Linked DNA regions of Danio rerio: region 1 is linked to region 2. The links are chromatin contacts, called in public Micro-C maps. All regions are on one chromosome and are shown on one strand. Each heading gives the region's core, a stretch centred on a gene start, on an enhancer-like site or on the middle of the called end of the contact. The rest is flanking DNA. Distances are from core to core; before and after follow the strand shown. Region 1 holds the start of purab (purine-rich element binding protein Ab). Region 2 holds the start of ube2d2 (ubiquitin-conjugating enzyme E2D 2 (UBC4/5 homolog, yeast)).

Region 1 (4,126 bases), core at 541-3,040, 370 kb after region 2:
GTTTGTTTGCATGTTGAACCTTTTAAACGGTTCAAACGGTTCCTAAATAATAGCTTTTGTGCTGGAAGTCAAAAGTGAGCACTAATTATTAATATATTTCTTCCTCTTTTTCAATTTGCACCTTTGGAAATAGTGTTACACTGCAAAAAATTACTTGTTTTCCAGTAAAGTGCACATACTTTTGCAAACAACATGAATGACAAGCCAAAATTTCTACAAGGAAGGTTTGGAGCGGGGTCAGTTGCTCGTTCTAATCCCCAGTTTGCATACTGAATATCAGCAGCATTTTCATGTCACTTTTACTACGAAAGCACATTTTAAAATCTGCAGAATCAGTTTCCTTTTACATAAAACGTGATCAGTGTCGAGTTGGCAACATGACTGACAGGCGTCAGTGCTGAAGTGTGTGGAATCGCATCACAACTGACCCCACTCATGTGTGAACGCTCTTTTTTCTTTACATAAAGTGTCTTTATCTTATATTTCTGGTAATGACATTCTTCGCCGTGTGAAATGTGTGGTGTAAATAAAACTTTTTCTTCAAACAATAAACACGCGCATATATAAACTCGGATAGAAGCAAACTATTAAATGGATCGATCAGTACTGGAAAACAAGAGGATTTTTGCAGTGCATAAGCGCTTGGATGTGTCACACACGTGGGTAAAAAGGGACACGCACACACACACACTCCTGCACCATCCTGGACACGGTTCATACATCATGTTGTCGATAGCAGCGTCTTACTGTTAAATGGTGGGTAAGTGGGTAACTTCCGGCGATGAGTGAAGAGATGCAACTGTTCGAGTCTGTGAGGGTTGTGTGTGTAGAGCAATCCCACATTACAGTACAGTAACGTTTGATTATCATGTCACTCTGGGCGTACATACGTACATGTATTTACGCGCTTTGCATTAGTCCTCGTCCCCGTCGTCGCCGTGCAGGCCCTCCGGCAGCATCTCGCGCGCCCTCCGCTCTCGGCTCCGCTCCTGGATCTTCTTCATCTCGTCCGCGTACTTGCAGAAGGTCGCGCCGAATTTGGACCACACTTTGCAGGGCACCGTGATGGAGTTGCGGTAGGTTGGCTTCACCTCGCTCACCCGCATGAAGACGCCGTACTTGTTGGAGCCGACGTCAAAGAAGAAGCGCTTGTTGTCCACCGTCAACGAAGTGCCCTCGGGCAGCTCCGCTGGATCCTCGTCCACGCCGAAGTCGTCGATGAGTTTGGCCAGCGCGTCGCGGAACTCGATGAGCCCCTGCGCCGGAAGAGCGATGGTCTGGCCTTGCGAGGTTCCCAGGCCGGGGCCGCGGTTGACGGTCTGCCGGATCCGGAGAAACCGCCCCCTCTGGTTCTCCTTCAGATCCATGTAGTACTTCCGATTCTCGCGCACCAGGAACTCGCTCTTAAGCGCCCTCCTGGGTTCGTCCTGCACCAAATCAGGGTTGCTGGGGCCCAGCTGGGCGTAATGCTCGATGAAGTCTCCCAGGTAGTCGCGAAACTCAACGGCGACAGACATGGAGAGAGTCAGGCGGCTCTTGTTTCCACCGGCCCCGACCTCTGCTATCTTCAGAAAGCGGCCTTTGGCGTTCTGCTTGACGTCCAGATAAAAGCGCTTGTTCTGAATGTCCACGCGCTTCGACGCGAGCTCCTCCGTGTCGTGCTGGAGCCGCGATGCAGCGCCCGGATGCATCGGGCCGGCGCCGGGGCCTGTGGCGAATCCACCGTGCTCGCTTCCACTGTCTCTGTCCGCCATGATGCAGCCTCCCCGCTTACCTTCTCTCTCTCTCTCCGTCTCCCTCAGCCCTGCTGCAAAAGCGACTGCTGCTCAGCGACCGCCGAACTATCGCGAGATCCGCAGTCAGAGACGCTGCTGAAGGAGGAGAGCATAGACTCTGCAGCCCTTCGAGAACCTCTGCATAGCGGTCAGATTGGGTCCGGGAAGCAGAAAAGAGCATTTGAAACGAGCAAAAATGTTCTGACTGAGTCACAATACACGACATTATGAAGCACAAGTTATGTCATTACAAATATTCCAGCTCAGAGCAGTCTTTGCAAGCAGTAGAGTGCAACAGTTGATTCAGGATTGAAACCATTTCTGTTTTTTAACATAATACAATAACTAATAAAGCTTTCAATACAGATATGTTGTACGTTATTGATATTATATTAAACATATTGTTAGAAATATTTGCTAAATCCATTAACAGGCGTTTAACAGTAATAGCCCATTCAAGATGTTTCTTAGATTTGTGTGTATATCATGTGGTATTTTGCATAGGATATTCATAAAAAGGTGAATAAAATATTTAATAAATGTATTAAAATGAATAATTTCTGGAAACAATTATATCCCTGACTGTCGAAACTTGTAAAACTTTGTTCCTGGTGGACATGTGTAAGTTCATATTTGCTTCCAGAAAAAAAGAAGTTTGTTTAGAGAACTGAAAACTGACAACTTCATTGCATTTTATTCAACCAGAATCAACGTTACGCATGTTCTACTTCAGCTTGCAGTCTCCGTCTTGTGGATGGGCTCTATTTCTGCAGTCAGTGAGATTCCTCATATCAGAGTGTGTTGTTACAATCATACCAGCGCTGAGATTGCGCAGGAAGGATTAAACGTCTTCATTAAGTCCTTCATTTTAATTTTATATATATATATATATATATATATATATATATATATATATATATATATATATATATATATATATATATATATATATATATATATATATATATATATATATATATATCAGGCCTATGTGTGTTAAAGAAAGAGACTCGAAATGTCAGCATGTTATACAATCAAATATTTAGCATCTATTTTTTTACAATATTATGCATTTATAAGTAGCATATAACCTATCAATTAGTATTAAAAAGTAAAAAATAAATAACCTACTTTGTTAAATGACGTAATCAGAAGCTAAATGGAAAATAAGGGATGTAATAATGAACACCGTAAACTCTTCCGTTCAGCACCACGGACAGCGACCGCGCCACGCCCACCGCAGGGATTGCAAACGGTTGAATTTTATTTATTAAGAAAAGTGATATATTATATTTGTATTCATGATGGTTAGAAATGTTTATTCAACTTTTTTTCTTTTTTTTTTGTAAAGCGAGAGAATTCAAAATATTTTAGACGGTTGTAGTTGATTTTAGCTTTTAAGAGATTCAATCTGTATGACTATGAAGATCAGTTAAAAGCCAAAAATGTAAAAATATTAATATTTTTAACAAAGTATATATATATGATTATTTTTCAAATACACTAAAAAACCCCTCTAAGAGTTAAATAAACTAAAATAGACATTAAGCATATTTCATGAGTTACATATACAGTAGATTGAGACTGATCTCAGAACTTATTTTAGGACTGTTATTTCTCACTCAGCAAACCAACAAACTGCCATTTGGCTAATTAAGCTGCCAACAAAGCATGGGTGCTTCTGCAAGGTGGTAATCTCAAAACTCAAAGCATTACATGAAACAATTCTAAATCTGCAAACTTAAGTGAAGATTAAACTCTAACACATCTTTCTATTAACTTTAAACACCTAAGAGTAATTTTATCGTCAACATTTCCCACGCTCAATTCAATCCCATGCATGCAAAGCATACTGGAAACTACAAATCCCCTAACTAGTTAGTTGGACCAACACAATTCCTTCATGTTGTCCCAACACAAAACGATTAAGTTTACTAAATGATTTACAAATTTAGGTAGTCTGAACATAAAACAAATAAATTAAAGAAATGACAAGAATTGTGTTGTTTTAGCTTATTTTAAACAGGTAGTTTGAACAAGCAGCAGTAATCTTTTGTGTGTGTGTGTGTGTGTGTGTGTGTGTGTGTGTGTGTGTGTGTGTGTGTGTGTGTGTGTGTGTGTGTGTGTGTGTGTGTGTGTGTGTGTGTGTGTGTGTGTGTAGCCAATTGATACTGAGTCATTTAATGTTAATGTTAATAATTCTGGGCAGTTGAATCTTTTATGACCAGGCTCGTTTTATAACTCTGAAATGACCATTTGGACTATACCACTGGTTACTGGCAACATGTAACGTGACATATATAATTTCTTTATTTTTTATGTGTGTGTGTGTGGGGGGGGGGTGTTTTGTT
Region 2 (4,346 bases), core at 412-2,911:
GGCCGATAGTTTGATCTTTTTGGATTTGTGTAATCAGGATTATGTGAGGATCAGACAAAAGCACCTAAAAATGTTGGCTTTTAATTGTTTGGACAATCAAATATTAGAAATGAGAACAAAGGCAGGTAAGACAATAGAATAAAAATGAGAACACATCAGATTAAGCCCATTGGGCTCTATGCACAGCTAGTGTTTTTCAATTAATGGTAAACATCCGGTGAAAGCTTAATGTGACTATTTTCAATATTAATATTGTTCCTTTCACAGCATCGATATTGTAATGTAATTACAATACATTCAGTTAAATAGACTTAAGCATTCATTTAGTTGTTCAAGCTTACATGAAAGTCCATGTAGCGCCGTCAGTAGCAGCAAGCGTGCGCAGAACCTCTAAATACTGAGAAAATACTGAGGTAAAATGAACAGTCATATTTTAAAGACATGGCAGGGGGAATGGAATTTAATGCAGTGATCTTGTCCGGTCTGAGACCCAATTAATGTTGTAGATTTTTCAGGCAGTAAAGATCACTGTTTTTTTTTAAAGAAATCAGATATTAAACGTGGTTTATAATGGAAAGACACTTTACCGGAAGCAATGAGGCTGGCTCACTGAAATTAAAAGTCTGTCTGCATATACCCCATCAGAATACATACTCAAGGTTTTAGAAAATATATAGCCTATTACAACCTACAAACAAATCGACTAAACTCCCTGCTTATTACAATTTCTTTACATTATTTTCTCTTACCATAATCAATATAGTAATTAGTCAGTTATGTTAGGATGTACTGATGCTAGAAACTATATTCATATACTTTATATTTAGTGGCTAGCATAATTTTTGGTGGCAAGCATGCATATGCTTTTTATTATAAAAACGTATATTGTTTTTAATATATTTAAGATGTGGAAACATATTTTATTGACCCGAATAAAAAATGCATATAAAAATAACTGATGAAGTAAAGTACCTGTAATATTCTCATGTAAACATTTTAAATACGTAAAAATATTTACAATTTATAAAAAATAAAAAACAAATGGTAATAACGTAACGTTACCTGTATTATGATTATGTACATAAATTAAGAAAATGTGAGAGCTGCAAAGCTCATGCATCATACAACAATACAGATTAACGTGAAAGTGTTCATTTAAACATTTAAAAATAATTAAATAAAACTTACAGTGGAGCTTTGTTTCTCTCATACTGCATCCACCAATCTATGGGCGATAATCTCGTGTTTTGACGCGATAAAACATAAACTTGTCAAGTATCCCTCCGCACTGGTGAAACTTCCTCTGACGGAGGATATTTATGTGTTTGCGAATTTGGTAGAAATTGAGTATAAGCTGTTCTCCGCGGACAATTGTAAACACACGTCGAATGAACACCTCTAACAATAAATAAACGTATGTCCCTCCTAGCTATTTCTTTTATATTTCTGAGTTTATCGCCCAGCTCGCACATAGGCTCGAAATGGAAGCGTTCAACCACAGGGTTTCATTTGGGCTCAATCAGCGTTGAAGTCATTCAGCGCGATCCGCCATTTTGGCACAGCTATTGCATCAGTTTCGTAATTCACAACAGCACTATCTGGCAACTGGCGTAGGCGCGCAATCCGTCCCCGGCGACTGCGTCCATTGGCGGAAGGATCTGTTTAGAGCAGCGCAGTGTGCGTGTTGCGGTTAGCTGCTCGCTGCCGCCGCTGCTGCAGGAGGAAGGACCGAACCGCTACCAGCACCACCTTTCAGTTTCGCCTTCAAATTACACCAACCGGCTCCGTCACACACAGAACACCGATTGAATTATAACCCCAAGGCGTCCTTTAGTACGACACACGAGGGGTTGGAAGCGTCGGAACCGAAGAAACGCCGTTTTAATCGAGTACAGGGCGCGTTTTGTGTGTTTTTGACAGCAGTAACAGCACAACAATGGCTCTGAAAAGAATCCACAAGGTAAGAGAAGGAAGTCACGGGCGCCATTGCCTTATTCCGCATTGAAATCGCATATTTTTTTTTCGATTTTACCGGAAATTCGAATTTTTGGATGTTATTGATAGGTTCTAGGTGTTAAGTGTGCCGCTGGTGCGATGACAACTGTTGTAAAGCTCCCCGGTTCGACGGTTCGGCCCGGGCTAACGATTAGCATGTTAGCTTGAGACCCTTCGTCGAACTGCCTGCGACTGATGTACAAGGTTTATTCGGTGTTCACTTTCACGTTTCATTTCTCGTTTTATATTGTAAACTGACATAAATAGTATTTTGAATTGGAAGTCGGTTTGGTATGGCTCGCTTGAGGATTAATGTAGGCTCATGGTAACGTGTTAGCATGCTAACCGCTCGTAGCCACTGATGCTAAAGGCCCATTTGAAAATCTTGAACAAAAATATTTCTCTCTCATATTTCATCATCAGATGGGTGTGTTTTTATTATTTCTACGCCAAAATACGGTGGTATACGCCAAATACGGTTGTTAGTTTAACTAACTAACGTTACCGTTCGCCTATCCGGGAGAGGCATCTGGCCCATCGGTTTGCCGTCACGGGTAACGTTAAACGTTTAAGTCATTTTCTCATTATGTTTAGTCTTGTGTTCGTGTTAATTTATCAGCATCAAAATATTTGGTATTTTTGAGCCAGTCTGTTAAGTGTTTAAGTTCAACACGTATTTATTTATGTCTTGAGGTTAGCTCGTGGCGCAAGCAAATTGGCGTAATGAACGTGGCTCAAATCGTTTCCAAATCAGACCATTATCTTCTTTATTTGGACCTTAATTCTCTCTGATTTCAGTAGAACTGACAAGACCGGAAAAAAATTGTTACATAAGCTGTGGTCACATCTCATGTCATTACAGCAGCAATAACTTCATTACACAGGCTGTCGTGTGTCTGATTTGACATCAAGCCCCTGTCATTTCTCTCTTCTTAGTTATGTTTACTGGCCGTTTAGTTTTAGTCATTTTTAATGAAATGCACAGATATCTAAAGTGTTAGGTTTCGGTGTCAGTTTCAGCGAGCATTGCAGGTGTTTCAGGAAGGGCTCGAGACAGGTGATGCAGAGCTTTACCTGCTGCTTCTCCAAAGCATGATGGGTGAGTGATTTTAACCTGCTGGGTTTCTGGTTTGTTTTAGGAGCTGCATGATTTGGGCCGTGACCCACCTGCTCAGTGTTCAGCGGGCCCGGTAGGGGATGACAGTAAGTGCCTCACTATTTCCAACAAATTATTTAATAACTTTTTTTTTTTTCTTTGTTTAATTTAAAGCCATTCATTTTCGTGTCTTATTTATAGATAATCTTTGGTTATTGTACTTCTGATTAAGTCAAAGAACTAACATTTTAATTTTAATCTATATTTTTGATCTTGGACAAAGATGTTTGAAAGAAGTTCACTTCTGCTGTAACGTCGTCATCCCATCTTTTTCAGGTCTTTTTTATTTAATCAACAACCTGTCATCTAGAGGCAACAATTTATTAGTCAAATTAATTTTAATTCAAAATAGATGTAATATTTTAGTTCTATACAGCATTTAACTTAATTTTCTTTATTTTCTTCAGGATAGTAAATGTAAAAAGTGCATGTATTGTGCTTTGAAGGAGAGATACAAATTAATTAGAAGTAACCAATTCTACATTCTTAGCAATCTATTGTGTTCAAATCCTTAAGTTCGTAGTTATATTTGAGAAATTCTGCCTTGTTTTCTGGCACATAAGCCTTAAATTAAAATACAGTAGTCAACATTTTGAAGTGGATTAAAACCTTTCTTTATAGTTGTCCTAAAACTATTCAACACTTCTTTTTTTTTCCTCAGGATAAAAAATCCACCTTATACGTTGACTACTGTATATCTTATGTAAGATGCAAAAAGAAGATATGAAGACTTTTTGTAATTGAGTTGTTCTCAAAAATAATTAGTTTTTATGACATTTAAAAAATATATTTTTATTGAATAATGAATTAGTTTTTAATAAATAATAAAAATGTTTCTAATGAACAACTTTAAGGTTCTCTGGGAAACAAGAAAGATCTTCTTGTGTATTGTGATTTAAAGATATAGTAAAAGTTAGTTAAATTAGTCAATAAAAAATAAGTTTGGTTCACTTGAACTTGACAGATTTTAAAAAACAATTTATTTCAACGCTTCTCATTAAAATCAGTTTCACAATGAATTTAAAGGAATAGTTCAGCAAAAAAAAATATTTTTGTCATCGTTTATTCAGCCTTTACCTCTTTCAAACCAGTTTGACTTTCATGTTAAACACAAAAGAAGATGTTTTAAAGTAAGCTGGAAACTTGGAACCATTGAATTCCAAAGTAATTGTTTTTCCTTCTATCCAACTTGATG

The links. Hi-C and Micro-C count contacts between places; a contact is called where the count stands out from the background.
Region 1: a Micro-C map of caudal fin shows a contact between it and region 2, with 4 times the contacts expected there. The contact joins the promoter of purab here to the promoter of ube2d2 in region 2. A contact is called at or near these places in 1 of 18 Hi-C or Micro-C datasets (caudal fin) and 1 of 4 datasets of contacts at active chromatin or transcription factors (embryo).

Annotation. Positions count from the first base shown.
Region 1 is chr14:8,815,050-8,819,175 of GRCz12tu, forward strand. purab (purine-rich element binding protein Ab) reads right to left here and starts at 1,791. Exons shown (of 1, transcript XM_005157161.6): 1 at 1-1,791. The coding sequence starts at 1,754. The coding sequence ends at 915.
Region 2 is chr14:8,444,444-8,448,789 of GRCz12tu, forward strand. ube2d2 (ubiquitin-conjugating enzyme E2D 2 (UBC4/5 homolog, yeast)) reads left to right here and starts at 1,662. Exons shown (of 7, transcript NM_200959.3): 1 at 1,662-1,960; 2 at 3,135-3,198. The coding sequence starts at 1,937. It also overlaps a transcript of ppp3cb not described here.